7 separate regions of the Mus musculus genome follow, and regions 2, 3, 4, 5, 6 and 7 are each linked to region 1. A link is a contact called in public ChIA-PET, Hi-C and HiChIP or PLAC-seq data. All regions are on one chromosome and are shown on one strand. The core of a region is the stretch at or near the end of the contact, and the rest is flanking DNA. Distances in the headings are between cores, read along the strand shown.

The links. A called contact is a pair of places that touch in the nucleus more often than the background predicts. ChIA-PET counts read pairs in DNA pulled down with a chosen protein or histone mark. HiChIP or PLAC-seq counts read pairs in DNA pulled down with a chosen protein or histone mark.
Region 2: an H3K27ac HiChIP or PLAC-seq map of T-cell acute lymphoblastic leukemia shows a contact between it and region 1, with 3 times the contacts expected there. The contact joins the promoter of Ankrd39 here to the enhancer-like site in region 1. A contact is called at or near these places in 1 of 39 promoter capture datasets (hippocampal neurons) and 2 of 115 datasets of contacts at active chromatin or transcription factors (T-cell acute lymphoblastic leukemia and pancreatic cancer cells).
Region 3: an RNA polymerase II ChIA-PET map of memory CD8 T cells shows a contact between it and region 1, with 84 read pairs. The contact joins the promoter of Actr1b here to the enhancer-like site in region 1. A contact is called at or near these places in 2 of 39 promoter capture datasets (the C10 cell line and hippocampal neurons), 3 of 115 datasets of contacts at active chromatin or transcription factors (effector CD8 T cells, memory CD8 T cells and microglia) and 2 of 9 other capture datasets (adipose tissue and liver).
Region 4: a contact with region 1 is called in an RNA polymerase II ChIA-PET map of memory CD8 T cells, with 246 read pairs. The contact joins the promoter of Zap70 here to the enhancer-like site in region 1. A contact is called at or near these places in 1 of 39 promoter capture datasets (embryonic stem cells) and 11 of 115 datasets of contacts at active chromatin or transcription factors (bone marrow-derived dendritic cells, double positive thymocytes, effector CD8 T cells and 7 more).
Region 5: a contact with region 1 is called in an RNA polymerase II ChIA-PET map of memory CD8 T cells, with 12 read pairs. The contact joins two enhancer-like sites. A contact is called at or near these places in 1 of 484 Hi-C or Micro-C datasets (pre-B cells) and 4 of 115 datasets of contacts at active chromatin or transcription factors (large pre-B cells, memory CD8 T cells, microglia and 1 more).
Region 6: a Hi-C map of the HPC-7 cell line shows a contact between it and region 1, with 2.2 times the contacts expected there. The contact joins two enhancer-like sites. A contact is called at or near these places in 2 of 484 Hi-C or Micro-C datasets (the HPC-7 cell line and pre-B cells) and 1 of 115 datasets of contacts at active chromatin or transcription factors (pancreatic cancer cells).
Region 7: a contact with region 1 is called in an RNA polymerase II ChIA-PET map of memory CD8 T cells, with 123 read pairs. The contact joins the promoter of Tmem131 here to the enhancer-like site in region 1. A contact is called at or near these places in 1 of 39 promoter capture datasets (pre-B cells), 1 of 484 Hi-C or Micro-C datasets (the G1E-ER4 cell line), 5 of 115 datasets of contacts at active chromatin or transcription factors (effector CD8 T cells, memory CD8 T cells, microglia and 2 more) and 2 of 9 other capture datasets (adipose tissue and liver).

What each region holds. Positions count from the first base shown.
Region 1 is chr1:37,476,863-37,480,851 of GRCm38.p6, forward strand. The region is part of intron 5 of Mgat4a (mannoside acetylglucosaminyltransferase 4, isoenzyme A); the gene reads right to left. Among named protein-coding and RNA genes, the nearest start is that of Gm39627, 25 kb to the right of the region's middle. Within about 2 kb of position 1,714, at least 101 of the 459 cell types and tissues checked have an H3K27ac peak or open chromatin away from gene starts, as enhancers often do. A contact at or near this core is called in the G1E-ER4 cell line, the HPC-7 cell line, T-cell acute lymphoblastic leukemia and 9 more, where this site is marked.
Region 2 is chr1:36,545,017-36,549,005 of GRCm38.p6, forward strand. Ankrd39 (ankyrin repeat domain 39) reads right to left here and starts at 2,236. Exons shown (of 4, transcript NM_026241.4): 1 at 2,070-2,236. The coding sequence starts at 2,169. It overlaps Sema4c (sema domain, immunoglobulin domain (Ig), transmembrane domain (TM) and short cytoplasmic domain, (semaphorin) 4C), which reads right to left. Exons shown (of 15, transcript NM_001126047.3): 15 at 3,623-3,989.
Region 3 is chr1:36,707,737-36,711,725 of GRCm38.p6, forward strand. Actr1b (ARP1 actin-related protein 1B, centractin beta) reads right to left here and starts at 2,189. Exons shown (of 11, transcript NM_146107.2): 1 at 2,070-2,189; 2 at 455-519. The coding sequence starts at 2,117.
Region 4 is chr1:36,759,818-36,763,806 of GRCm38.p6, forward strand. It overlaps Zap70 (zeta-chain (TCR) associated protein kinase), which reads left to right and starts at 1,981. Exons shown (of 13, transcript NM_009539.3): 1 at 1,981-2,125.
Region 5 is chr1:36,806,106-36,810,094 of GRCm38.p6, forward strand. Tmem131 (transmembrane protein 131) reads right to left here. Exons shown (of 41, transcript NM_018872.2): 30 at 2,722-2,880; 31 at 1,779-2,371. Among named protein-coding and RNA genes, the nearest start is that of Zap70, 46 kb to the left of the region's middle. Within about 2 kb of position 1,841, at least 31 of the 459 cell types and tissues checked have an H3K27ac peak or open chromatin away from gene starts, as enhancers often do. A contact at or near this core is called in memory CD8 T cells, where this site is marked.
Region 6 is chr1:36,918,911-36,922,899 of GRCm38.p6, forward strand. The region is part of intron 1 of Tmem131 (transmembrane protein 131); the gene reads right to left. Among named protein-coding and RNA genes, the nearest start is that of Tmem131, 19 kb to the right of the region's middle. Within about 2 kb of position 1,976, at least 201 of the 459 cell types and tissues checked have an H3K27ac peak or open chromatin away from gene starts, as enhancers often do. A contact at or near this core is called in the HPC-7 cell line, where this site is marked.
Region 7 is chr1:36,937,682-36,941,670 of GRCm38.p6, forward strand. Tmem131 (transmembrane protein 131) reads right to left here and starts at 1,846. Exons shown (of 41, transcript NM_018872.2): 1 at 1,484-1,846. The coding sequence starts at 1,664.

The DNA.
Region 1 (3,989 bases), core at 464-2,963:
GACACAGAACTGATCAACGAGTATCTTTATGATTGGACTAAAACTTCCCCCTAATCACAGGGCAAATCACCCCTCAATTGGAGGCAACTATTTCAGAGGCTGAGGCTGAACCCCATGGCAGGAGCAATCATACCCAGAAACCAGACTGCCCCCTCAAATGATGACAGGGATGGAAGGAATGCTTTGCAGATTCAGAACTGAGACACACAGATCTCAGAGCATTGGCCTGAACCAGATTTCCTGACAGTCTGTCAAGCAAACTCCAGAGCCCCTTCTGTTTCTCGTTTCTACCAAATCTCCAAGTTCTATCAGGCCCTGGAGACAGACTTTGGGTCCTGAAGCCCTTCAATTGTTCTGTCTCACATGGCCGTGTTGACTGAAGCAAAGTCCTTTCTCTGTTCTCATCAACAATAATCTGGAGGTGTGGTTGAGGCTAGCCCATCAATGATCATCTGGATGTGTAGCCGAGGCTAGCCCACTGGGACTCTGAAGACAAAACTTTAACCCTAAACTCTAGTAATTTTACCAACTCAACCTACTAAACACCTCTATGAAAATATGTCATGCAAGCATACAGGCAGGATCCATTTCCTCTGGGCGCACATGAAGCACAGAAGCCAACAAACGAGTACTGAGAAGGCTGAAAGGGACACCACCACGTAAATGGTGTTCTCTGACTACAGAGGGTTTGAAGTGGAGATTGGTTAACAGTGGGGATTGTGAGAAATTCTCAAATAGGTAAGAATGTAAAAACACATTTCTACGTAACCCATGGGTCAAGGGAAAAAATTACATAGGAACTTAGAAAGTATTCTGATCTGAATGAGAAAACCAGGGGGCATGTATGGGGTGCAGGGGCTGGGGAGATGGCTCAGCAGTTAAGAGCAGTGACTGCTCTTGCAGGGGACCTGTGTTTGGTTCCTGGCAACTATACCAGGCAGCTCACAACCATCACCTATAACTCCAGCTCTGGGGCGATCTGCCACTTCTGGCCCCTGCGGGTACCACACATGTGGTGCACACTCCCATTCATAGTCATTCACATCCACCCTCCTTCTCTTTAAGCTTAAAAAAAAAAAAGAACTTGAGATATAGTTAACATGGTTCTTAGAGGGAGCTTATAGCTTTGAATTGCTTACATTGCTAAAGAAAAAAAAAACCCCACCCATCATCTCTGCGTGCATCTTTTTAGGAACAAAGCAGCAGAAAAGCAAAACTGAAAGAACTGTGGCTGTGAATGCCACAGAGACAAGACAGAGTCACAGGGTCTGTGTCTCCTCCTCCTGCCAGCTACCCTGAGCCCCAAGACTTCTGAGGTCTCAGAGGTGAAAAAATGCAAACAGAACTCAGGGAATGGAGCCAGGACAGACATTCACAGCCAGGATAGATATCGGAGAGCCAACGGTAGTGCTGCACGGACTGCTCAGCAATCTGTACATCAAATTAGGAGTTAATCTCCCCCCGAAAACAGAGAGCCATCGTGACAGAAAGAAATACTCTTGTACAAATTTCAGATCGGGGAATTTATCTGTCATTGTCCCCAGCACCTGCTTCACAGTGGTACTTCAATAAACACTCATTCAACAAGAGAAAGAGTCTGAGAAAACATAATTCCAGTGAGTGAGAGCCGTGGCTGAGGCTGGCAATATGCCTCATGTACTTCAGGGGAGGAAAGGTTTAAAACTGCACAGGCGACTAACCTCACCCAAAGCACACAAAGTGAGAATCTAACAGGAAAGACTGAGCCTTAGAAAGCTTTGGAGTGGTTAAGACAGTCAGCAGGCGTCCCCAAGTTCCTTCCTGGAAATCACACAACCGTTATCAATGAGACGCAGATACAAGAACCACCCGCTTCACTCTGAAATATTAACAACTGAAATTCCCAGACTCTCGAGGGCATGGCTTTGTCTCATGACCAGAGGTGACAAGCAAGAAGAGCTCTGTGGCTGAAGGAAAGTTGGCAAGTTTATTTTTGTAAAATAGTAGTAGTAGAAGTAGTAATATAATTATCGCCCAGGTGCCTAGAACACAGCTTTATCCCCTGTCAGCCAGTAGCCTAAAAGCCCATACCCTCAGTGACTCATAAAAATACAAGTAGAATACAAAGTAATAAGAAAAAAGGTTTCTGAGTAGAGTCTATCAACAAACTCACTGAGAGAAGAGAGAGGACAGAGGGAGGTGAGGGGACGGAGAGGACGAAGGAAAAGAAACTTGCAGTCAATGACTTGACCATTGCCTTAAGGAAAAGAACAAAGAAAACCACACTCAACTGAAGATGTTGCCATAGAGACGTCACTGCAATGATTCTGAAGGTGTTTGGAAACACAAAGGGCTTCAACGTCTGAAGCAATCCTGAGCAGACCAAAACTGTAGGACCAGACTGTGCGGCGGCGTCAGTACTTCCCACCAACCTACAGGAGGCGGTGAAGTGCTGGCATGAGGTTTAGCTCCAAATCCAGATAATGAAATACAACAGGAAACACACACACCTAACAGTCACTGAATTTTCAATAAATATGTCAGAGAGGTCACGGTGTTCACAGTGTTCTCTCAACACGAGCAACTGGGTTAATGAATGGGTGATGGTCGGAACTTTCACATTACCTTATACCTCGACAGAAGCTAACTCAATGGGGCATAGTCATAATGTAAAAGTTAAAAGTATGACCATTTTCAGGAGGATCACAGTGGGCAGGGCTCTCTTACATCACTAAATAATCAAGAAAAATGCACCCACATACATGTCCACAGGTCAACTGGATGGACGCAAACCTACCAACTCCGGTTCCTACTTCCAAGTACATAAGTTTGTTTCAAGTTGACAAAAACTAACCCTGACAGTCTATGGGACAGTTGTAGGAGAAGCTTAGCTGAGTTTTTCTCAATCAAGACAGGAGGAAGAACATCCAAAGGACAACAGTGTTTGCCGAACACTGATAACTGCAGCATGAAGCCAAAACAGGATATGAAGAGAAGAAGGGAAGGGAATACACCAAACCGGTGTAGAAAGCGGGACAAACCTAACAGAGCAGGGGCAGCGTCACACAGCACCACACAGCCATCTCACCCTGAAGCCAAACGCAGCCCCAAAAGCAGATTAATCTGATAACAGACACGGAAGCCTGTTTATTAATGCGGTGGAATGCACTAGGCAAGATAACCTAACAAGTAAGGGCAGCTGGGACAGAGGCCGGGCAAACAGAAAAGAGCAAACCCACCAATTTTAGTGAGTCCCTAATAGGAAACTCTCTAAATACTACCTAAGAAACTAGAAAGATCCATAAAAGGCTCAATACAATGTTGCAAAGTGGGATCAGGAGTGGGGAAGGGCATGTACTAATGCACACCTGCAGGCCCAACTGTCTGTGAGGCGGTTCAGGATCACAAGCTCAAGGCCTCCCTCTTTCAAACTAAAGGGTTTTCTGTAAAAGTCTGGTGTTTTAATCAGGGTTTCTATTCCTGCACAAACATCATGACCAAGATGCAAGTTGGGGAGGAAAGGGTTTATTCAGCTTACACATCCACATTGCTGTTCATCACCAAAGGATGCAGGACTGGAACTCACACAGGGCAGGAAGCAGGAGCTGATGCAGAGGCGATGGAGGGATGTTGCTTATTGGCTTGCCTCCCCTGGCTTGCTCAGTTTGCTTTCTTATAGAACCCAGGACTACCAGCCCTCCAGCCTTGATCACTAATTGAGAAAATGTCCCACAGCTGGATCTCGTGGAGACATTTCCCCAACTGAAGCTCCTTTCTCTGTGATAACTCCAGTCTGTGTCAAGTTGACACACAAAACCAGCCAGTACACCTGGTTATACCACTCATCCTAGCAAGCCTGAGGCCTTGAATCCAATCCCCAGAGTGAGTGGGAAAAGTAAGAGGAGGAGACTGAGACGACTATGGACTGGAGGGACCAGGCACACTCTAAGCTCAGAGCTAAGCGAATTTTGAAGTGATTCAGGAAGGAAGAGAATCAAGTGCCACAAATA
Region 2 (3,989 bases), core at 986-3,485, 930 kb before region 1:
ATATATAATTATATATACTGTATATTTTTTACTTGTGATATATATATATATGTATATGTATATATATATGTAATCAAAGATGTAATCAAAGAGATGGCTCAGTAGTCAAGAGTAGTTAGTTGCTAGGGCCAGGCAGTAATGGTGCACACCTTCATCCCAGCACCAGGGAAGCAGAAACAGATGGCACTTTGTGAGTTCGAGGCCAGCTTGATCTACAAAATGAGTTCCAGGACAGCCAGAGTTATATAGTGAGACCCTGTGGTTGTGGGGTGGGGAGAGATGGACCAACAAAACAAAACATAGCACACATACATACACAAAGAAAGTCACCAAAACAGATTTAATTCAAAACTAAAAAAATAAATAAATAAACCCCATGCTTTACAGAAAAAAAAAATTCACATAATAGGTATCTTTATCACATGTGAAAAATAAATAAAAGAATAAGCTGATAAAATTGCAGCAGGTGATAACAAACAATTTCTGAGACAAAGTGTCTAACATGCTCTGCCTTGAACTGGCCTTGAACTGTGACCTTCCCGTCTCAGCCTTTGAGTCAGTCCAAACTGCTACAAAGAGAGCAAAGCATTAAGGTAACAGGGTAACCAGAGTGGAAATGCCAGGGCTTTGAATACCACAAGGTTTCTTCCTCCACACAGGAAGGGCTGACATTTTGAGGCAGATCATGTCTGTTGTGGGGAGCCAACCTGTGCGGGTCAGATTAGCTGTGACACACAAAAATATCTCTAGACCTAAACTGGGCATAATTGTCCCCAGGTTGAGGACTCTCTAAGGAAGGGGGGTCCCTGAAGAAGTGCCATAGAACTGAATGCTGGCGGGAAAGCCTCAGTCAGCCTGAAGCGGACTAACAAACAAAACAGACCATGTCATCGGACAGAGGGCTTGCATATTTTAGAAACATAAGGGTGATGGCTGCAAGGGTGAGAACCATAAAGAGGTACAGAAACACAACAGTCAGTCTGGCTTGGGGAACTAAACGCAATAGGAGGCGCTGGAGAGGCGGCTCAGTTAAGAGTTCTGTCTGCACCAGGCCGGTGGTGGCGCACGCCTTTAATCCCAGCACTCAGGAGGCAGAGGCAGGCGGATTTTTGAGTTCGAGGCCAGCCTGGTCTACAAAGTGAGTTCCAGGACAGCCAGGGCTATACAGAGAAGCCCTGTCTCAAAAAAAAAAAAAAAAAAGAGAGAGAGAGAGAGAGAGAGAGCGCTCTGGCTGCTCTGCAAAGGACCAGGGTTGTTTCTCAGCTGGTCACATCTGTAACTGCCAATTCCAGGGAATCTGAAGCCCTATTCTGGCCTCCAGGAGCTAAATGCACATAAATAGTCTTTAAATTAAAAAAAGCGTAAATGTAATCATCTCATTTGTTATTTTCTAAAGGTACAGCGGAGAAAACACTTCAAGAGGAGGAAGCGGGGAGTCCTATTATGTCCCTAGTCCAAAAGATGGGGGTAGCAGAGGTGTAGAGAAACGCCGCCCGCTAGGAAGCCATTCCTATGGTAACCATCAAGTGTTCCGTATCATCAGCCCTACACTGATGACAACCTTGCTACAACTGCACAAACTACCTGTTCCTGGGGATAACATGGTAACCGGCACAGAAGAACAGGGACCACTGCTAATAGCAAAATCTCTGTATGATTTTGGACAAAACAGTCACACCCCTGCGCTCCACAGTAAATCTTTCGAGATCACTGTCATTGCTAAAACTTGTACACTCACACCCGAGAGCAGCAAGGGCCAGCTGCCCTGACCTCCCCGGTGGATACGAACCACCAACTGCAGATTCTTTCCCTAGCTCCTCTGTCACCTGACCAGGCTGTCTCCTAGCTGGGTTGGTCTCCAGACCCAGTTCAGAAACCAATGCCTCAATTTACCCGTCCGCACTCGAGACGGAGTAGTCGAGGGGCTTCCTGCCACGCTTTGAAGCCAGCCTTCCTGCACCAGGCCCGGAAGCTCCAAACACGGTTCGAGGCCTCCTTCAGTCCACGTTCCCGGAGATGGGGCTGGAGATTGCCCGCCGCCGGCAACGCGGCCGCCTCACCCCTCTCACCCCTGTCGAAGTCCATCTCCTCCAGCGTCTGCTGTACCCCGGGCACCGCACTAGGGTGAGAGCAGCAGGAGCCATCCGCGCAAAGGTGCGGCGCCGCCATCCCGGCGGCCGGGACTGCAGCCAAGCGCTCCTACGAAATGCCCACCCCTCCGTCCCAGGTTGACCACTCGACGTCCGTAGTTGACCTTCGAGTCCCGCCTCCTCGCCCCAGGCCAACCAATCCTGCATTTAGACCTTAGCTTAGCAACCAATGAAAGTGGTGAGGTGTGGCTGGATAGACTGAGCCTTGCTGCTTTGCTACCACGGGAGGGCGCCCAAGGCTAACTAAGCACAAGGAAGAGCAAAGGCTCGGGAATCCGTTGAGCTCCCCGGGAGGAGGCAGGACAGTTCGTGCAGCCTCGCCTTGTAGGGTGAGGGGACCAGGCAGCTTGGCCTGTCTGGTAGTGTTTATGTCGCATTCGCCAGAACCGAGGCCTCGCAGGTTCCCCAGGGCACAAGGACTCTAGACGCGGCCCATAGTCCCTCTCTCATCTCCCAAGCATCACTTGAGCTGTAGGCCATCCATGGTCAGATCAGTGACCCGCCAGAAAGCTACTAACACTCTGACCCTCGTTCTTTAGCAATCCATCAGGAAGCAGGTGGCCTGAGGGCAAGGACCTGGTAGACCACCTTTGTGCTTAAGCCTCTGCCCACTCAGTGGGCGCTGGTTGCCAACACCCACTGGGCAGACAACTGAGCTAAGGGAAACACACTCAAGTATTTCCCAGCCTCTTCTGACCCACACTCAGGGAAACAGCAGCCTGCTCAAGGGTCATCCAAGTGTATGGGGGGTGGGGGGTGGGGTGGCAGCTAAGGGTGGGCAGAGAGCTCACTGTGGTCTCTGTTCCTATGTACCGGTTAGATTGATCTAAACCAGGTGTGTCCAAATTGCAGCCAACAACAGCATCAAATTTAGCACAACACAAAATCTTAAAATGTCTTTTTTTTTTCCTCCTTCCTATTTTCCTTCTCGAAATCCGATTGGCAGGCAGCTCTCATTAAGGGCGCTCAGAAATGAATCCAGGCTGGGCCTGTTGTTTTTCCCAGGAACATCTGGGCCTACACCACTCCCTCACTAAGACAAGGGCTTGATACTGACTGGGTGGCAATAGGGGACTATCCCTACCCAGATAGGACATTCGAGACTAGCATTCTTCCCCTCCCACGGAGCTTGTCCTAATCTCCATCTTTATAAAGACACTGTCCACACAACTTGAGAAGCCTCTCCTTCAGCCCCTGACTCCCTGCTCACCCTCCCTATAGTTCTGGGAAGACCGTCTCCTTCTCCTCCTCTTCCCGAACGCTCTGCCTTGTTTCCCTGTGGCACCAGGCCAAGTCCAGCTCCCAAGCAGAGTAGCCCTGCTCTGGCTCCCAGTCCCATAGGCATCACTGTGGGAAAACACTTGAGTCTCAGCTGGCCCCTCCAGAGATGCACGGACAGGCATTAAGACCATGATGGCCCAGACCAAAGGATGAGTCCCTCTTAGGTCAATAAGTGGGTTTGAGTCAAAATATCTGTGTGGCAGGGTTAAATTTCATTTTCTCCATTTTATTTGTCAATATAAAAATACTCAAATATTTACAACAAATAAATATGTGGGGACACAATAAGTTACACTGTTAGCCCTTTTCCCAGAGCAGGGAGAGGATAGGCCAGTATCCATAGCATGCCCACCTCCTCCCTTCCCTCCCCCAACAACCCTTCCCAGCCCTGTCAGAAGAGCGCAAATATAAAATACCACCGAACCCGGAGGGCAAGTGGGAGGCCCTGCCCACCCCTCCCCCTGAAGCAGGAGGTTCCATCTCCACCCCCAACCCCCGCCCTGAAAACATTCACAGCCCTAGGAGCAGGGCTAGGCCCACCCCCGAGTCCCGCACTCC
Region 3 (3,989 bases), core at 939-3,438, 770 kb before region 1:
GGCTGGCGGGGGCATTGCTTAGAATGTATGCTTAGTTTTCTGGAGGCTAGGGGTTCACCCAAACTCCACAATAATCTGAAAAAAAAAAAACTTTCCAGGGAGGAAGGGGTAGCTGTGTACACCCCCCCCCCAACTCTCTGTGGGAGTTTAGCTCTTTCCCTGGAGAGAGGTTCCTCTTATTCCTGCTCCCGCCTTTACCACACCCCATCCCCAGGGCAATGCTGGATGCTGCTCCTAACAGGCTGAGCCAGAAACAAAGGCAAGAGACTCTGAGACCCAGCAGTTACTCTCAGGGTCACCTCCACCAATCTGGTGTTTCCTCTTCCAGGTAGAGGAGGGACTTGCCTTCCAAGAGGGAAGCTGTAACACCACAGGGGACGCATTCTTCCCAAAAGCAAATAAGGGGCTGGGGAGCTTGCTGCCCTCCGCCCCCCAGGTGACAGGTGACACTTACTAGTTTGGGAAACAGTACTTAGGAATCTGGTCTCCTGCAAAGCCAGCCTTGATCACCCCTGAACCCTGCAAGGAAAAGCAATGTTTTAGCTCCTGCCAACGACTCAAGATGCAGTCAGGGTCCCCAAGTGGAGAGAGCTGGCAGTTCTACCAAGGCTGGACAGGGAGGAAGCCAGAGACCTGACCTAGAGAAGGAGATCACTTGCAAGCACTAGCACATCAAAACTAGGTGTGAGGCTGCATTTTCTGTCCTGGGGACCCAAGGGGGAGATGAGAACTGTTAGGGGCATCTGTTGGGTGGAGGTTATCAGCAATGACTGGCCCCAGATGGGCATCCGTGAAGAGAGACCACAGATCTCCTCTGTGAATGCTCTGGCTAGTACCTGTAGGGAGAGGAAATCAGCTACACTTTAAAGATAGCTAGATGCTACGCCTCAGCCTTACTCTATTCAAGAACCCTTGTCTTCACCAGCAGACAGAGACCACATACTGGGTCCATGGAGGGGAACCACTTGGTGGTCTCCAAGTACCTTTCTTGGGTAGTAAGAGGAGAGGCAGTCCCTGTCCCTGCTGGAAGCTGGACCTAGGCTTTCAACATGAACTGGACACACCTTCCACTTAGTAAATGAGTCACCTACTCACACCCTTTGCCTACCAGTCTCTATTAGGGCCAAAATAACATATCCAAGTAACAAGCGAGAGGCTCCAAGCCCAAACTCAGCCAGGCAGGTGCCTCTGAGCTCATTAGCTTGTTGGCCACCAAACAGGTAGGTAGCCTGATGTACACTGTAGCCTGCCCCAAGCACACCCCCAAAGTCCAGGACTAGCCTCTCTGATAAACAAGTTATGATTTAAGGGAGCCCACATGGGTGCTCCAAAAAAAGGCAGCCACAAAGATGCCATCAGGGGCTCACGTGGGAAGGAGTCAGTTCCCAGAAAGAGAAGTGTGTCACCGTCAAAAGCTCCAAGGCCTACACATCAGCTCTGGGCACAGCTAGAGAAAACCCCAGCCACGTCAAGGCCTCTAAGGATAGACAGCTCCTAGGGCCACTGAAGGTAAGCACAACCCAGGCTGGAAGACAACGCCCCGGGAAGCAGGACCTCTTTTCTTTCAGGCTTGCAAACTACTACCCCAAACTGCTCCGTCCTGGGGAAAGTGGCTACACTCTCCGAAAAGATCATTTAGAGTGAGGGGGTTAGTTAAAGCGGCAAAGAGGCCACCAGGTGGTGGCTGGTGGAAATTAACGTGCAGTGTTTGCTTCTGGGTGCAGCCCCTTGGGAAGTGTTGTAAAGATCACCAGGCCCTTCAAGAGATAAAGCCAGCAGTGTGCAAGAAGTCAAATGTCAGCCGACCTCCATCAGGCGGCCAGAGCTTACCACCAAGCAAAGGGCCAGGGGTCTTAACTTGCCCAGCGATCCCACCCCAGACAGACGCGTTCACCGGCCTAGAGCATTAAGGACCGCCTGACTGTGATCAGCTGTACCGCACATCCTGGACTCCGAGGGAGGTGCTCCCGAGGCCCACCCCTGGCCCCACCAGCGTGGGCCACCGCACGCCGCCTGCGACCCCGCGGCGGGTCACAGTCCTTCCCCCACCCCCCGCTGCCCGGCCTCACATTGTCGATGACCACGGGCTGGTTAGCGATGATGTCGTAGGACTCCATGGCCCGGCCGAGCCGGCCCTGCCCAGCAGGCGGGCTGCAGGAGGACCGGCGGGCTACAAGGTTCGCGGGGAGACCTGGACGGATGCGACTCCAGACACCGCGCCGCTCCCCTCCCCCAGTGCGCTGCCTACGCGAACGCGGCCCCGTGGCCAATCACAGATGCCAAATGACCTGATTGACGGCCGGCGCCGGGGAGGGTTGCTGGGGGAAGTGGGAGGGGCCTCTTGGAGCCGGCTAACCAATTGAAGCTTTCCGGAAGAACAGCCAGGCGTTGCCAAGGTAGGCTGCGCGGCCGTAAGATGATGTCATGGCTGGGTTCTTAAAGGGGGCAAGAATTAAAAAGGAGGTGGTAGGTCTATTGAAATCAGGAAGTCTTTTGAGTTCACCTACTGGAAGGTCTTTCTTTTGATGAGACATCTGTGAGCATTCCTCTTCTTAGGATGTCAGCTCTGATTATTTCAACGGGAGAGTTAGTTTAGTTAGATTTATTCATCTTTTTTGGTTTTTAGAGGTAGGATCTCTGTGAAACCAAGGCTAGCCTTCAACTTGTGATTCTCCCGCCTCACAAATGCTGGAATTACAGGCATGTACTACCATACCAAGCAACAGTTTTGGATTTAATAAGATTCAAACGCTAGGTGAATAATTGTATTTTATTTTAGAAGTATCATAGATTTACATTTAGACCTATGTTTAATTTGAGTTAGTTTTTATACATGTATCAAGTAAGCATCGGGGCATTTATCACTAAGGCTGTCTACCTGGGGTTTGATCCCAGAGACCCATATGGTAAAAGAGAACCGGCTTCCACAATTCTGATTGCTACAAGTGCACCATGGAATATGTACAGCCACACACACACATTCGCAAACAAAATAAATAATGTACAAAAAAAAGTGGGGGGTTGGCAAAGAGAAACTGGGTGTGATCATGTCATTCCTGGTAACAGGGAGGCAGAGGCAGGCCAATATCGGAGTTCCAGAGGTTGACAGAGGCTACATAGTGGAATCCTGCCTCAAAAAATTATATATATATATATATATATATATATATATATATATATATATATATATATAATTTATATTTATATAAATTTATAATGAGAGAGAGAAATTTTTTTCAAATTGCCTTGGTGCCTATGTCAATAGTTGATAGTTTCTGTCTACCTTTTATTCTGTTTCACTGGTCCATTAGCCAATAACACATAAACTTGTGGCGTCAGTTTTATGTTGTTGGGCAAAACATCAGAGAAAATCATCTTAAGAGAGGTCATATCTCTTAACTGTTTGATAGCGTTCACTCATGAAGTTACCTAGATCTTGAGTTTTCTTTGTGGGAAGAAAGTGTGTATATTTATAATATACAAATTAAGTTTTTAAAAAAGAGATGTAGACTGGTTCTGGTGGTGGTGGCAGCTTCCCCTTTCCATCCTCCTCTTCCTCTTCTTCCTCCTCCTTTGGTGTGCTGAACACAGAACCTGCACCTAGATAAGTTCTCTACCAACTAGCTACACTTGCGGTCTTGCTGTATCTTCTTGAGTTACATTGTTTTGTTACTTTGTATGTCATGGAATTTGTCAGCTTTGGGCAAATGTAATGGGCAAAAAGTTGTCCATAATGTATCCAGGGTTTTCTTTCAGTGTCTACAGAGATGTTTCCCTTCTCACTGGACACCTGGGATGCCCCCCCCCTTTTAACCCTGATCAGGCAGGCTAGAGCAGGGGAGCAGCAGTTCTCAATCTGTGGGTGGCAACCTCTTGGGGATCCCCTAAGACCATTGGAAGATAGGGATTCAAGTTATGATTTACAACAGTGGCAAAAATTACTGTTATGAAGTAGCAATGAAAATAGTCTTATGGTTGGGGAGTTACCA
Region 4 (3,989 bases), core at 731-3,230, 720 kb before region 1:
GCAAAAAAAAAACAAAAAACAACAAACAAACAAACAAACAACCCCCCCCCCCAAAAAAAAAAAGAAAACCAAAAAAACCTTACAGGTGTGCCCTCCATTTCTGGATTGTGGTTCATTCCAGATGTAGTCCAGTTGATAAGGATAGCTATCACAGGCAGAGTTTGTTTTCAGGCCTGTTTTAATATTCACAATGGCCCCAAGAGGTAGAAACGGATGAGGGATAGAAGGCATCCTAGCCAGGCCCAGAAGGAAAGTAGCTGAGTCACTGTGTGTGTGTGTGTGTGTGTGTGTGTGTGTGTGTGTGTATGTGTGTGAGTGAGTAGGGGCAGGGGGGTGTCAATCCAGGAGGGACCCTGGTGAAAGAGGTTGTCCTTGTGGCTGGGGCTGCAGGGCAGGTGGAGGTGGTGGTGTTGGCAATCGAGTTGACCTCTCTGGAAGGCTGAGGCTCCATCTCCTCCCCTCCCAGGGCACCTGCCATATTTTTCCCACTTGAGGTCTGATGTTCCTTTAGCTATGGAGCCAAACATGGCCTGCCTAGTTTCAGCTGCCTGCGCACTCGGGCCTCTCTGGCCAGTGTGAGGCAGAGGGAGGTTTCCTAGAGGAGGCCAGGTTGCTTCTCCTCAGAGGCACACCTGGAGGTGTTGGGGCACAGGTTCAATTTTTTTCCTAGGCTCTGAGTTCACAGTTTACTGGACACCCCCCCTCCCACCAGACGCGCTGAGTTCCCTAGCATCCGGTAGCCCTTCCCTCTGAAGTTCAAAGGACGTGCCTCCCTCTTGCCACCTCATGGGACAATGCTCCTATCTGTGGCGATCTGCATCCTCTCCTCAGTGAAGCAGACATACTGCGGGCTGCAGCTATGACACTGTTTCCAGTCGCAAGCTTCTGGACACGAAGTGGGACAGGAAGGGGCTTGTGGCTTGCTGAGACCAAGATGTCCCTTCTCTGAGCACTGGAGATTCCCACCTCGGAGGAGGAGAATGCCGCCCATTTCCCCCACCCCCAACCCCCATCCCCGGCCCCTGATGCTTTCAAGTAACTGGTGTGGCTCCCAGAGACCTTGGGGCAATGCACATTTCTAGTATGATCTAGATATGTGAAGTGGTCAAGGTGGTAGACCCTTGTGGGGCTGGACTAGAGTGTATGAGTGTCGGGGGACCCCGCCTACTTGTCCCAGCTCCAGAGCCAGTTCTTCCCAGAGCTCCTGTAGAATAACCCTGCCATCGTGGCTTTTTCTAGGTGAACACCAGCCTAGCTCTGGAGTCCCAGTGGGCTCACCCCTCCCTCACCCCAGCTTTAGAGCTTTAGAGCCTGCCTCTAGGGTTCCGGCAGAGGCCTGCCCCTGGATGCTTCCAAGAAATTGGGCACTGTACTGTCTAGATTTATATCAACTTGACACGTATTATAGTTATCTGAGAGGAAACCTCAATTGAGAAAACGCTTCTATAAGGTTGCGTTGTGGGCGTCTGATGGTGGGTGGAGCCATTCCCAGGCTGGTGGTCGTGGGTTCTAGAAGAAATCAGGCTGAGCAAGCCAGTAAGCAGCAGCCCTCCATGGCCTTCGCATCAGTTCCTGCCTCCAGCTTCCTGCTCTGTTTGAGTTCCTGCTCCAACATACTTCGATAATTAGCTGTGGAAGTATAAGCCAGGTAGACCCATTCCTCCCGAACTTGCTTTGGTCACTGTGTTAATCACAGTAATAGCAACCTTATCTAGGACAGGAACACATTGGGGACCCCTCCTTTCCAGAACTTGCCCTTCCCCCAACACTCCAGGTGCCCCCCTCAGGTGGGGGCTCACTGTGGGAAGCAGCCTTTGCCCCAATCCCTGGCTGCTACAATCCCCACCTTCCTCTTGTGTTCCCGACACCCTGCGGCTGGTACTGCGTGACCCCGGAAATGTGCTCTGCCCCGCCAGGAGCATGTGGCCTGTGATTTTCCTTCCACACAGCATTTTGTTGCTTTGACGTCAACTTCAAACACGGCTCTCTTTCCTGTCTTCGCATCAAGGAAATAGGCTGAGCTGCAAAGAAAGGTGCTGGTGAGAAAAAGTGCTCTGGGGACACCAGGCCTTCCGGCTGGGCCCTGCCGTACCCTGTGAGCTGTGATAGCCTCGAGGGTGTCCAGGTGAGTGGCCACCCTTTAGCCTTTGGTGGAGGGAGTGTGACTGGGTGTCACTCCCTTACTCTGATCTCTGTGTGAGGAGGGTGGGGTCCGCAGGGGCCTGAGGCTGGGCTTGGGTAGGCCCAAGTGGTAGGGACCTGAGACTTTGCAATCGGTGGAGCTAAGGGGCGCCCTTGGGGAAACAGGTCACCCGAGGGGTGCCGGTGTCTTTTTCTGGGTTCCTAGACTCCTGTTGGGTCGGCTCCTTGGCTTTAGAAAGCAGCACAGGCAGGCTGGTACAATAGGCCTGTGAGCTTGGACAACAGAATGTCAGTAGCTCTGGAGAGGGGCTCGAGTCAGGCTCCACTCGGAGTCAGGTCATGTTAAAGCAGGGGAAAGGAACTATCACTAGATCTCTGCTCCGTAGCTGTGTGCTCTTGACAGTTGTCTTGGCCTCTCTGAATCTGCATTTAAAAAACAGATACAGAGTTGGCTGCCTGTTAAATGCTTGCCTTGTTTGTTGGCCAAGAGGCTGGAAGAGGTATCTCAGACAGTGAGGCCTGGCAGAAAATAGCAGGGTTCCTGTGAACGGTCACAGTGACATTCATTGCTCTTGTCTTAGCTAGGACATCAAACACACAGTAGGTGTTTACTGAAGCCTTGCTGAAAGATTGGGGTCACCAAGTCCTAAGTTGGAAAATCGAAGGTGTCACCTGCTAAGGTTCCTCTGACAAACCCAAAGTTCACCTGACCTTCAGTTTTGCCTTTGCAACCCCCGCAGATGCTCTGGTGGGCCAGCAGCCTGGAGGGTGTTAAAGTTTACACTTTTTAGGGCCAGGGGCCTGGGTCCATTTAGATCTGCCTGCTCTTTATTGCTGTGTGACCTTGGGCAAGTCACCCCACCTCTCTGTGCTTTCACAGTTTCTGTATCTGACACCTCATTCAGTGTTCAGGGACATAGGTGCCATATAGTTAATAGGTTGTTAGGATGCTAATTGTTATCATTAGCTCTGGAGGGTCTCAGGCCCTGATCACAGATTCTGGAAACTTCCACGAGGCCTGCAGCATCTGAACCACCCTATACTGACCACCCCTGCTCAGGCCCAAGGACCACAGGAACGGGGTCATGCTGACCTAAAGCCAGCTGACGCCGCCTGTCCCCAGTGGGCACTAGTGTCTGGAGATGTTTTTGGTATTAACTTGGGCAATCCCGGCATGCAATGGGTAGATGTCAAGAATGCTGTCAAACACCCCTTCCCACGGCCCTTCCCTCACCATTCCTCTACTCTATGGGCACTGTCCTGGGTCGCCCCAATGTTTTCTACCTATCTTTTACTGTCCTATAGCTGGATATCTAGAGAGCAGAAGCTGCCTTGCTTAGGGGGGTCACGTCATTTCTAGAATCCAGTCAGTGGAGGCTGGGCTGGGGTTCTGACCATTCTGCGGGGTTGGAGGGACATTGCCCCATCAATTGACATATGCTCAGCGAGCTAGATTTAAGACCATCTCTGGCCCCCACCAGCCTCAAGGCCTTGGCAGTCCAAGTAGTTCGGCTGCAGTGTTGGGGTCTGCGGGGACATGGAGTCCCCGGGGACTTGGCTCAGAGCTCTACGGTCTCTTCTGCACCGTATTAGTTGGAAACATCAGTTTCTGTTGGGCCTGAGTGACTGTGGGTCAGGTTGCGTGCCTGGCATAGCTTCTCCGAGCCTCAGTTTCCCCAGATGAGGAATGGCAGTATCGGTCCCCAGGTGGCAACTGTGCTGAGGAGCAGGTTAAGTGGAGTAGATCCTAAAGGATGCCCCACAGCCTCGTAAGGAATCGCCGGCCTTGTTCTCTGTGTGGGAGGAAGCGGGGGCTAAGACAGAAAAGGGGCTGCTGTGGTCTGTGC
Region 5 (3,989 bases), core at 591-3,090, 670 kb before region 1:
CCCCCTTTCTTTCCTTTTGGAATGGCAATGTATATTATGTGCCATTGTGTGTTAGACATATGTGACTTGCATTTTGATTTTATAGGGGTTACAGGCTTGAGACTGCCTTGAGTCTTACAAGAGACTTGGACTACTCAACTCTGTTGAAAGTGAAAGACTGTAGGGACCTTGGAAGATGAACTACATGCATTTTGACTTGTGATATGGCCACAGACCTAAGGGGGCCAGGGAGTGGATGTGGTGGTTTGGATAAGAATGCCCCCTAAGGCTTGGTCCCTAGTTGGTGGAACTGTTTGTGTCCAGGGAGTGGGCTTGGAGGTTTCACATCAATCTCAGTCAGTAATGTCTTTCTGCTTCAAGATGTGAGCACTCATCCCTGCTGTGGAACCCTGTGTGCCCTGCCTGCTGCCATGTTCCCTGCCTTGATGGCCATGGGACCGTGAGCCCTCAGAGCAAATGCTTCACTTTATAAGCATTGCTTTGGTCATGGTGTTTTGTCACAGCAATAGAAAAGCAACCAAGACACCTGGCCTGGTCTTGCTGCGACCCACGCATTCTCCTGGTCTCTACAAGGGGCACACACCACACCCACAGGGACTTTCCTCCCTTGGTCTCCTGTGCCTAATCTGCAACTCCGAAACCCAAAAGCCCCTCAACGCTGTTGTCCCCTAGCTTGTTTGAAATGAACTATACCATGATTGATGGCTTGTGGTCGCACCCCCTTAGATGAACTGATGGAAAGGCTGCTTGCAGTCTTAGGAACCACATGGTCTATGCGCCACATTTCTTTCCAAGTTCTGAGTCCCCAATCTTGCGGTTCTGGATTGCTCTAGTCTTGAGGCCCTGCCACTGCCAATAAGGTGTATTCCTCTGTACCTTACCCATGAGGCTGCACACAAGCGCCTGTTCCCACTCCCACTACTCTGAAGCCTTCGCTCATGCTCCCTGTTAGACCTCGCTGTCACTCTGGCCTTGGATTTTCCATCCCTTGAATTGTTCACACTTCTCCTGTTTGTGTGGTTCCTTCTGGCAAAGTTCCTTCCCTAACCTACCAATTCTGCAGATCTGGTACATCCCTCACTCCTCTGCCTACAAGACTGTGATGTGTGCACGGCCACCACTTCCTGTTGTCCCTGTCCTGTTGGCCAGCCTCTTTGGAGGTTTCACCAACTATTTTTTCACTTGCTTCTTTTGCCCCTTTTCCTATTTAGAGAGAGGTGTCAGTGTGTAGCCTCACTGACCTCAAGCCTGTGACAAACTTCCTGTCTCTACCTCACCAGTACAACTACAGATGTGTGCACAGCTAGAAATTCTATTTTGAGTTAAGAGGTAGATGGTTTTGGTTTTAGCCCTGTTTTCAAAATATTTTTGTTTGTTTGTTTTTTGAGACAAGGTTTTTCTGTGTATCCCAGGCTGTCTTGGAACTCGCTCTGTAGAACAGGCAGGTCTTGAACTCAGAGATCCTCCTGCCTCTGTCTCCCGAGTGCTAGGATTAAAGGTATGTGCCAGCAATACCTGGCCTCAAAATAATTTTTAAAAATGACTGTAACAGTTATCACCGGCAGCCGTCCATCAGATTCTGTCTGGAGAAACAAGGGAAGAACAAGTTTCATGACAAGCAGTTGCTTCCGTTTGCACTGTGATACAGAGAGGCCATTGCTTCCCGCAGGAGATGGGTCTGAGCTACCTAACAAGGTGCTGTATCCACTGCCTATGATCCTGACTGCTCCTTCTCCCTCACACGCCTTGTTCTTTGGAAGGGGGTTGGACAGGGTTACCTTTGCTTTTTGACATCGGTGACGGAGGCTGCTCTGTAAACACGTCTAGGGGGGAGGAGTCGTGGTGGTCAAAGTCTTTGTCCATGGCTTCTATGAGACTGGTGATGTCGGAGTCCTCTGAGCTGTGCCGTGTGGTGCTGGCTCGCTCGGGGTGGGAAGGGTGTGTGAGGGGGGCAGGAGACAGCCTTTCGGGTGGTGGCTCCTGGTGCTGAGGCACTGGTGGTGGAGGCTGTGAGTGCTGCTCCAGTGGGCTGTGGCTGTGGCTGTGGTGCTGGCTGCTGTGCTGGCCCTGCTTTGCCCCTCTGGACTTCCTGCTTGCTGTGTGACCCTGGGTTGCTGCAGCTGTCTCTGAGACTAGGGGGCTGGTTTTGCTTGTAGACTGTGAGGCAGCTGCTTGTGGAGAAGTCCTGCTTGACATACTTGAACTGTTTCTGGTTCTGACGTTGTCCACATCAGCTGAGTTTTTGCTGCCATGGCTGCTGTGTGGGTGGACTGATGTGCCACACTGCCTGTGACTGCCTGTACCAGGCCGGGATGATGCGTTACTATAGAAACCCCTACCATGACTGTGTTCGCAGCCAAGTGTGTTCAAGCTGAAAAATGGATCAATTGAAAAATCAGTAAGCAGTAACTTCCAACCTAATACTAAGAAAAAAATTTCATTAGTAAACCCATCATAAAGAGAAACTAGGGACAGAAGTGGAAGGGATCAGAGCCACAACCTTCTACAGTTTGTCACCTCTGACAGTTATAAATAAGGTTAGGACTAATAACTAATAACTAAGCATATTTTGTCCCTGTTAAGAACTCTCATGAGTTCTCAGTATCTGAGCACCAGAATCGTTTTTTAAAAAATTCCGAGTAAAGATAAATTTCACTTCTTGTAATTATATCAGCTAAGTCTATGTGTATTAAAAAGTGGACTTTTAGTATATGAACATACTTTCCTTCAGATGAAATACCAACGATTCTCCTGAGATCAAATGGCCTTCCTACATCAAAGGGCGGGTTTGAGGCTTCAAAGGAGAGTCGCCTTCGGAAGGGCTCCCAAATCCCTTGAGCTTCCAAGTAGGCTGTTCCAATGACCAGGAGAAAGAGTGCACTGTGGAGCAGAGGGGCGGGTCAGCATTCTTTGCCAAAACAAGAATAATATTTGGTTACCACAGGCTCCTTGATAACTACAGAATGATGTAAAAACTCCAAGTTGTCTGTAACACACTTTTAAGGAAAGACAAAAATGAAGCATCGTAGTTCAGAGTTTATAGGACCGATCTCTGCGTACAGTATTTAGGCTGCACGGATGCCGGTGCGCTACATGCATGCAATACCCACGGGGGCCATAAAAGGGGATGGGCTCTCCTGGAGCTGGAGTTAAGGTGGTTGTAACTGCCAAGCGGGAGCTGAGAATTGAACCCACATCTTCTGGAGGAGCACCGGTGCCTTCCTTAACCACTGAGCTGTCTCTCCAGCCTCTGCACACCAACTTTAAAAGTTCACAACTGTGGCTGGCGAGATGACTCAGTGGCTAAGAGCACTGACTGCTCTTCCAAAGGTCCTGAGTTCAAATCCCATCAACCACGTGGTGGCTCACAACCACCGTAATGAGATCTGACGCCCTCTTCAGGTGTGTCAGAAGTCAGCTACAGTGTACTTATATATAACAATAAATGAATCTTTGGGCCAGAGCAAGCAGGGACTGAATGAGCCGGGTTGACTGGAGTGAGCAGGGCCAACTGAAGCCAGTAGAAGTCCTAAAAATTCAACCCCCAACAACCACATGAAGGCTCACAAACATCTGTACAGCTACAGTGTACTCACATAAACAAACAAACAAACAAATAAATCTTAAAAAAAAAGGTTCACAATCCTACACAGAAGCTGAGTGTGAAGACAATAATGTGCGTCAGAGGAGACAGCTGCAGTGAGAGAAACTGGATGGAGGTTCACCTCTCTTTCCCTTACGGATGTATAAGCAGCTATAAATAACTTATTGTAAGTATATTTGAGTCTCTAAAGTACGTAAGGAAATAAACTGATATAAAGATAAGAATGCCAAACCTTCAGAAACATTTCTACTCTGTCCTACGTTGCTTAGGCTTATAATGATGTTAATTACATATGCCCAAATAAGGCAACTATACCTGATATTTTGTGCTTGCTTTCTTATGAACTAGCATAGACCTCATTTGTTAAGCAACTTTCAAAGGTAGT
Region 6 (3,989 bases), core at 726-3,225, 560 kb before region 1:
AAGAAAATAATCATTATAGGAGACACACAGACTGACTCACACTGAGTGTGTCCTGAGGTGTGCCTTCCCCAACGTCCCCAGTGCACTCCTGCCCCCAATTCCAGGCCCATCACAGCAACCACCAGTAAGCAAGTGTCTGCCTAGAATCTGTTCAGCCATCAGATAAAAGACTGTTTCCAGGTCTAGCTTAGGAAATGGTACTACTGAATAAAACTTCATGAATAAACTTACCAGGGTCCAGTCTAACCTGGCTGGAGCCTGAATAGAGAGATGTAAAAGGGGTGGAAACAATTCAGCTGGTACAGTGTTGTCTAATTAGTATGCATGAGGCCCTCCATTCCGTCCCAGCACCAAATAAACAGGGTATGGTGTTACACATCTGTAATCCCAGCACTTAGGAGATAGAGGCAAAGAGGGCAGCAGTTCAGAGTCATCTCTGACTACACAGGCCATGCTGAGCTACCTGAGGCCATGTCTTTAAAAAGAAAAAAAAGAAAAAAAAAATCAAGACAAAAAATGAGATGTAACTACTAGATAGGGGCTCACAGAATCTGTATATAATCAAATAGAATATATTTAAAAGGTCCAGTGGGATGAAATATCTGGTAAAGGCACTCACTGCTAAGCCTAACTACTGAGTTCTAGTCCCAGAGCTCACACAGTGGAAAGAACCAAGTCCCACAAGTTGTCCTCTGACCTTCACACATGTGCCATATACACACAAAGTAAATGTAAAAAAGTCAATTGAAAATTCAGGTGGCATTTTAATATTAAGTATATTTAGTATATTAAGACTTTAAGATAGCAGCGAAAAGTTCTGAGGTGAACATGAGTGGGACATGAGCCAGTCCCACTTGTGGTTAAGCAGAATTACTGAGCCCTTGCCATGGGCCATGTGTACCACAGATAAACTAGCAGGCCCTCTATCTCACTGCAATGGGGCCTCTGAGAGTTAAGTCCCACCCTCAGAGGAGCTGCCTAGATACAAACAGAAATCTTCACAACCAGTCAAGCAGTGCTGGCTTACAGGAAGTGCAGGAGGCAAGGGGAACTCTCAACAGCCTCCACCTGTCCCATATGCTGCAGACAGATACTGGCCAGAGCAAGCGTCCTGGCTACTGTTATCAAGGACTACAGGCCATCTACAGCTCTCCACTCAAACCAGTTTTCTAAGGAACTCCCATTACAATAAAGAGGATATGGCAACATTTATGTTAGTTAGCTGATAAATTCACTCACTAAGGAACAATTTGTAACTACTGGGTATATCTAGGTTAAGCTTTTATCTCCAATGCTACAGGCACTGAGGTCACCCAGAACTTGGACTTCGAGCCAGCCCCTTGAGAGGAGCAGCAGTGTGTGCCTGGATAAACAAACACTGCTGTTCTAGCACCAGGTCCTCCCAGGCACTAGGCCAGGCTGCCTTTGTTTGGGTCCTGTTTCCTGGCTTCTGCTAGCCGGTTACCTCCCCCTTCTCTTAAGGCAGACACTTAAATGCCTATCTTATGTTTTCAAAACCATTTCCTTTACAGATCCTCATTACTGAGCCTTTCAAGCCTTCTCTGCTATCTCCAATGCTTATCTCTGGGCTGGCACGCCTCTTGATAGGCTGCCATTGAGTCTGAGTGCAGTCCTGCAGTGAGTCAGAATCTATCTCCACACCCACCTGGTGAAGACTGTTCCATCCTTCTCTATAGACAGTCTGCTCACAGGAAAACAACCTAATGTGTGTATCTTCAAGATACTTCAGGACCAGAAGCAGGAAGAGAATGCTCCAAGTTCACACTCCCCAATGTAGCTGGCTCATATTTTCCCTTCTTTGATTCCAGAGCTACCTACCAGATGTTATCATATAATGCAAATTAGTCACTGCTCTAAATTCTGCTCAGCACCTTTGGAAACACCCTGTCTGGGGTGGAGCTCTGCAGGGGTCGGGGCATCTGCCTCCAGGCCAGTCACCTCTGCAATCCAAGATCCCGGGCGGCTGGTGTGGTCCACCTCTCCTCCTGTGGACTGGGAATGACTATCCTAGTGCAGCTATGGCCAGAACTGAAATGTTGCCAGGAAAAGTGCTGCTGTAAGCTAAAAGTAGAAAGCAAGAGACTCGTCCTCCAGGGGATACACTAGGAAACTTGCTTTCCTACTGGAACACTATGCAAGGGAATGGAATGAAAAGTTGGCATACACTATTCAAATAAAATACCACCTTAAAGCAATGCCTACCGATTCACTGGGGTCCATCCTTAGCTCCACTCTGCCTGTGACTGTTCAATAAGAATAAAGGTACCGATGAATTATGCAATAACATTATGCAGCTTGACTGAGTAAAAAAGGGTAAAAAGATGTAAGTAGAGATGCAAGCCAAAGTTAAGAGTATAGTGAAGACAGAACAAAGGGCAGAATGTCTCTACGTAAAAAGTTACCGGACACTAACATTCCTCAACCTAGACAAAGTGCCTGAGAATACAAGAAGCATAGGCACGTCCATTTCAGTCAAGGAAAGCCCACATTTGGAATTTCCATGCAGGGAACTACATGGTTAGTAAATGACAAACTAATATATAAGAGCATTCATCTGAGAACCTCTGACCTATTCAGCAGACAATGAATTTAGGCAGAAACCAGCCGGGTGAAATAAAAGGACACGTGCTTGCTGACTGGGTCCCAGGGCTAGGGCCAGCAGAGAGGATGACAACTCAGACTGAGTTCTGCCACAAAGACAAAGCATCATCAAGCATTTTGACCAGCTTCCAAAAGTCTGCCCTTCTGGGCCTGTGGCTCATTTTCACCCTGGACGTGCAGTAGCAAAGCACAAGAAAGTAAAGCAGCAGCAGGTGCCACCAACACCTGCGCACTTCCAAACCAGCCCCAGCCCCAGCACCACCGCCACCGCCACCCTCCAGCTCACTGACCCGCATCAAAGCCCTCTCAAGCCCTCTCTGATGCGGCAAGTTTGTAATGCAGCTGATGGGGGAAAGACAAGAGGACAGAGAATGACTGACTGACATCACTGACTCCCCATGCACTGTGAGGTCTGCCTTAAGAGTTTTATCAGCTGCGATATAAACATTTGAAGACAGAGGTCAAACACTGAGCCCAGAGATCGCTGCAGCAGCAACTATGTGAAATGACACGTGACAATGCCATCGGTGGAAGCAGCTGTGAGAACCTAACTGTTTAGAAATGCACATAAATCATCTTGTCCATAGAGAGTGTACAGAGCCTTCGAAGAGGAGCCTGTGTGACCTACAATCCCAACACCTGCTACAGAGTCTATAACCGCTGGCCTGTGGCACACTGCTGAAGGCCTGCGAGGAAACGGCCCAGGCACATAAGCACTTGCTCTGTTTGATAAACAAGCAAAAGCAACAAATAAGTCAGTGTGATAAGCGGAAGCAACCTTTATATGATTTCTAAGAGGAAAAAGTCAGCTGACATAGTTCCTGAAACTGTATTTGTGGTAGTCTTTTTTCATAAGCTTGAAAAATTTGTAGAAATTAACAAACACAAAACCCTGAGAAAAATCTCAACATAAAAATGAGAGTTACACCTGGTTAAATAAATACGTCCAGCCAGGGGTGGTGGTACACGCCTTTGATCCCAGCACTTGGGAGGCAGCAGCAGCAACAGGTGTTATCTCTGAGTTGGAGGCCAGCCTGGTCTACACAGTGAGTTCCAGGACAGTGAAAGCTACATAAAGAACCCTAACTTATATTTACAGAGGAAAATCTATACAAAATCATCATACTGAAAAGCAGGTTTACAGCCTTGCTGTTTCTAATACGGTTTCATGTATGCAGAGTAAGAAAATTCTCTATAAAAATCATACTTCTTTATTCTATAGAGGAAAATGTCTGAGGCAGAGGACATAGGTGCTCCAAGCTGTCCATCTGTAGAGAACATGATAATGTCTACAGGCTTCCCTGGCAGGTTCCGCCATTATCTCAATACCCTGTGAATGTGGTAGATCATGTGAGGAGCGGCAACCA
Region 7 (3,989 bases), core at 596-3,095, 540 kb before region 1:
AAAATAATACACTTTAGAAGGATAATGAAAACTTAGATTCAATCACTACTTCAGTTCCCAGTTCGTGAGACTCAAAAGCACCTAGCTAGGCGCCTATACCACACAAGGCAATCAATAGCAAAGCAAAGCCAGCGCCCCTCTAGGTCACAGTGAAGCACACAAGTACACATGCCCATTCAATTATCACACTATAAAAGGTTCACTCAACACACATGGGCAAATGTTGGCTACCATGGCCACCCATAACAACACTAAACTAACAGGGGATCATAAATAATAAGAACTATGACAATCCCAGGCCTGACCATCTTAAAGCAGCATTTTTTAATGTTTAAAATAATCTTGCCTCTGCCAAATCCCTGCTTGCCTGTTAACCAGGCTGACTCTGTTTATAGAGTTAAGTGAGAGAATATAATGTTTCTAAGGAAAATAAATAATAAACTGACACAGAGTTGCACTTTAAGGCTAATCTGGTTTACTTTACAGCTGCTAGCCAGTAACAGCGACTTTATACAGGAAAAACAAAAATAATCTAACTAGTTTTCTTCTTAGGGAAAAAAAAAAGCAGCATTCACTGTGAATTAATTCATGAAGGTTCTGTGACTGCTCACACTTCTCCTTGGGCTCACGTTCAGAAACAGGTAGTCCAGAACACCCCCACCCCCAAATTAGTCTTCAAGACTGCAAAGTAATTTCTGATCTTGTCAAAGTACCAGTTTTACAACCTTACAATATTAGAGGAGTTATTAAAACTGGAGTGCGGCTTCAATTGTGAGTTACAGGTGAAGGGTGTGCAAGCTGGGAACTTGACATTCGTTTCTAAGGGCTCACACATCAAAGAGAAAGGCACCGAATTACGTGAGGATATTAAAGCAGAAATGGAAACCGGCTTCCAGTAGCTTACTAGAGGCAAATGAGAGTCTATTTAGGGCTAATAACAAACGATCCTCCATACCGCAAAGGGATAGTGAAGAAGGATACTAAGGAAACAAGAGCCTCTTCAAAGAGATGTCCCAGCAAATAGAAATTTTATAAGCCGTGTATTGAAGCCTTTCCACCAGTCTCGCTTTTTTTTTTTCTTCTTTTTTAACCACCGCATTTTAAAGTGAGCTCGGTCCGCATGCCCAAATTAAAACCTGACAAAGGGAAAACAAGAAAAGCGTCCCGCGATCGACCTAGCAGGAGCCACCAAGAAGCCTAAAAGCGGGGTGCCTCCTCGCATAGCGGGCCAAGTGGCAAGAACCTACAAGAGAGCTCGGGAAGTTTTATGGGCACTGACAGTAGACGAGGGAAAGACCGGGACACGGTGAGGGGAAAGGAATCACGGAGCAGCGGCAGAGCCGCGGCGCGCGGCCGACGCGGCAGCTCGCCGAACCCCGAGTCGCCGGCTCGGGACGGGGCTCGACCCAGCAACTTCGCGCCGGCGCCCGTCGCGGGCCTCCCTCTGCCGCCTGTCGCCCGCCGCCCGCCGCCGGCAACCCACCTTCCTTCTCGGCCCGCGCCGCGGCCACCACGAGGGTCATCACCAGGTGCAGCGCTCCCAGGAGGCCCGCGGCTGCGCTCCGAGGACCCCCGCCTCGGCCAGCCGCGGGCTCCAGCCCGGCCGCGGAGGACGTGGAGGCGGCGGCGGCGGCGGCGGCTGCTCCTCCCGCCCGCTTCCCCATCCTGGCGGGCCGGGGGCCGCCGAGCTCGAGGTCCTGCGCGACCCTTCTCCGCGAGGCGACGGCAGCGGCGCGGGAGCCGTGGTCCGGGCTATGGCCGCGGTGCCCGAGGAGAGAGCGGTTGTGGGCCCAGAGCTCGGGCTCCCGGCGTGGGTCTGGGTCGGTGCGTGCGTGGGAGCGAGAGTGTCAGTCACAGTCTCGGCATCGGCATCGCCTACGAAGAGCCGGAACGGAGAGGCCGCGGGTCAGGCACGGCGGGCGGCCATACTGGAAACGGGCAAGGGCCGCGGGCCCCGGCGCTGGCCTCTAAGGGGCGGGGCAGAGCGCAGGGGCCCGCCCCCTCCGTGCCAATACCTGGGCGGCCCGCCGGTTCGCGTGCTCCCCGTGGACTCCGTGAGCTCCGGCTCCTCGCCCCGCCCTCAGAATCACACGGGCTTCACCGACCGGACGGGCCGGGGCGGCCAACCGCACCCTGTCACTGCCGCACGGCCCGGGAGAAGGAGGGAGAGGGACCCGGGCCGGCCAGGAGTTAAGATGGCGGCCGGAGCTTCACGGAGGCAATGACGGCAGTCACGTGGGAGATAGGGTAGCCACGCTGCGCAGCCGCTTTGGTGCGTGGGCGGGGCCCGGCCGCGCCTCCGACGCCGGGACAAACCCGGGTCTAGTGGTACTGCAATGTCCGAGCCTTTCAGAGGGCTGAGTGCGCATCCGGAGCCCAGCGCCGACAGTCCGTGCCAGTGATTTCTCGGGTCGCACCTCTGCCTCTCGGTGGCTTTGACGTGGGAAGTGTTCAGGGTCCGATTCAATTTCTTGCAGTGCTTCCTTAAGAACGGGGGACCCGCCCTCTTTACATTTGTGTCTTCCAAAGCGTACCCAAGAGGGACTTAATGGAACCTTCGTACCTCTTGTTCACAGGAAGCCCTTTTTATGCAGTTTCTTTGCTTGCTTGTATTTGGAAACTTACCATGTGTGTAAAAAGCATTAGTTGGGGCGGGGTGGAGGAACAAGGCGAGGTGTGCCAGAAATCAGACTGGGTTTTCTCTGTCTTGGAATGATCAATATGTTTCTATGCGCATACTCCTTTCAAAGGCCAAAATCAAAGATGGTGTGTCTTAGTCTCCTGTAAGAAGCACCTCATGTCTCCCAGGTTAAAGTTTGAGTGTGTGTGTGTGTTTTTCTGTGTGTCTGTTTGCTCGATACAAGTCTTAATCTAGGCCCTTTGGGGAAGGGGAAGGAAGGATATTGTCACAGTTTGGTAGCCTGGTCACTTCCCCCCAGAGCCTAGCCCCAGAGTCTTTTTTTGCTTTTCTCAGCTTTTGGTTGAGTTAGTCGATCTATTTAAAAGGCCACATTTGCCTATTGCATGTCTTAGAACAAACTAGAAAAGAAAATGGGATTTCAGAAAACCTTTTTTAAAAGGTACTCAACGTTCTTCCTTCTGCTGTCGTCCTGTTTGTGAAGCAAACATGTAAATTAATAATACATTTTGAAGGCGTCCTCACCCCCGATGGCTTTTGGTTTGCCCCCCACCCCCACCCCCAAGGCATTCTCCTTCTGTAGCCTAGGTTGACCTAGAACTCACTGTGAGCCCAGGCTGGAGTGGAACTCATTGTGTTCCTTAAAAGTCAGTAGAATACTGGGATTAGAGGTATATGCCACCATCCCTGACTGCTGTTTTAAAGAACATTAATTTTTTGAATACTAGCACTGAATTTAAGTTAATGGTTTTCAGTGCTGGGTATCCAACCCAGGGCTTAAATTTTCTTCTTAATGTAATGAAATCTCAATAATTATCTCTAAACTGGCTTTTGAAATGTGCCTAAGGTAAGAGATTTATATGGAAGGTTTCTAACACTGGGAGAAATTAAGCCCAAGGAAATGTAAGTGCTTCACTGGGTCATAGTTTAGCTTCCAGGGTGCTGGCAATAGTCCTTCCTCCACTGCCAAACTCGAGGCAAGCAAGTCCCTCCAACCTTGAAAAGTTCACTTCTCTAAAGCAGGCATCAACCACATTCCATATTAACCCTAGGCTCAAAAGCCCCTTGGGAAACAATTTGCATGTGTCATTGGCACTTGAACATATAGGAACATGTTCAGCAGAGGTCAGCTTCTCATGAATCTACTGCCTCTGCAGTGGGCCCTTTTTCTTAACACAAGTTCTTTCCAAGACCCTATACCTAACTGTGTATTTTTGAGCTGTGTTCTTTTTTTTAAATGGCTCCTTGGAATACTTGAACAGGCTTTTACCTGACTCTTTAGAGTCAGCATTTGGGCAGGGGCAGCCCTAACAGGCAAGGTAGTCTTAGGCCGGCCTGTCACTAACACCAA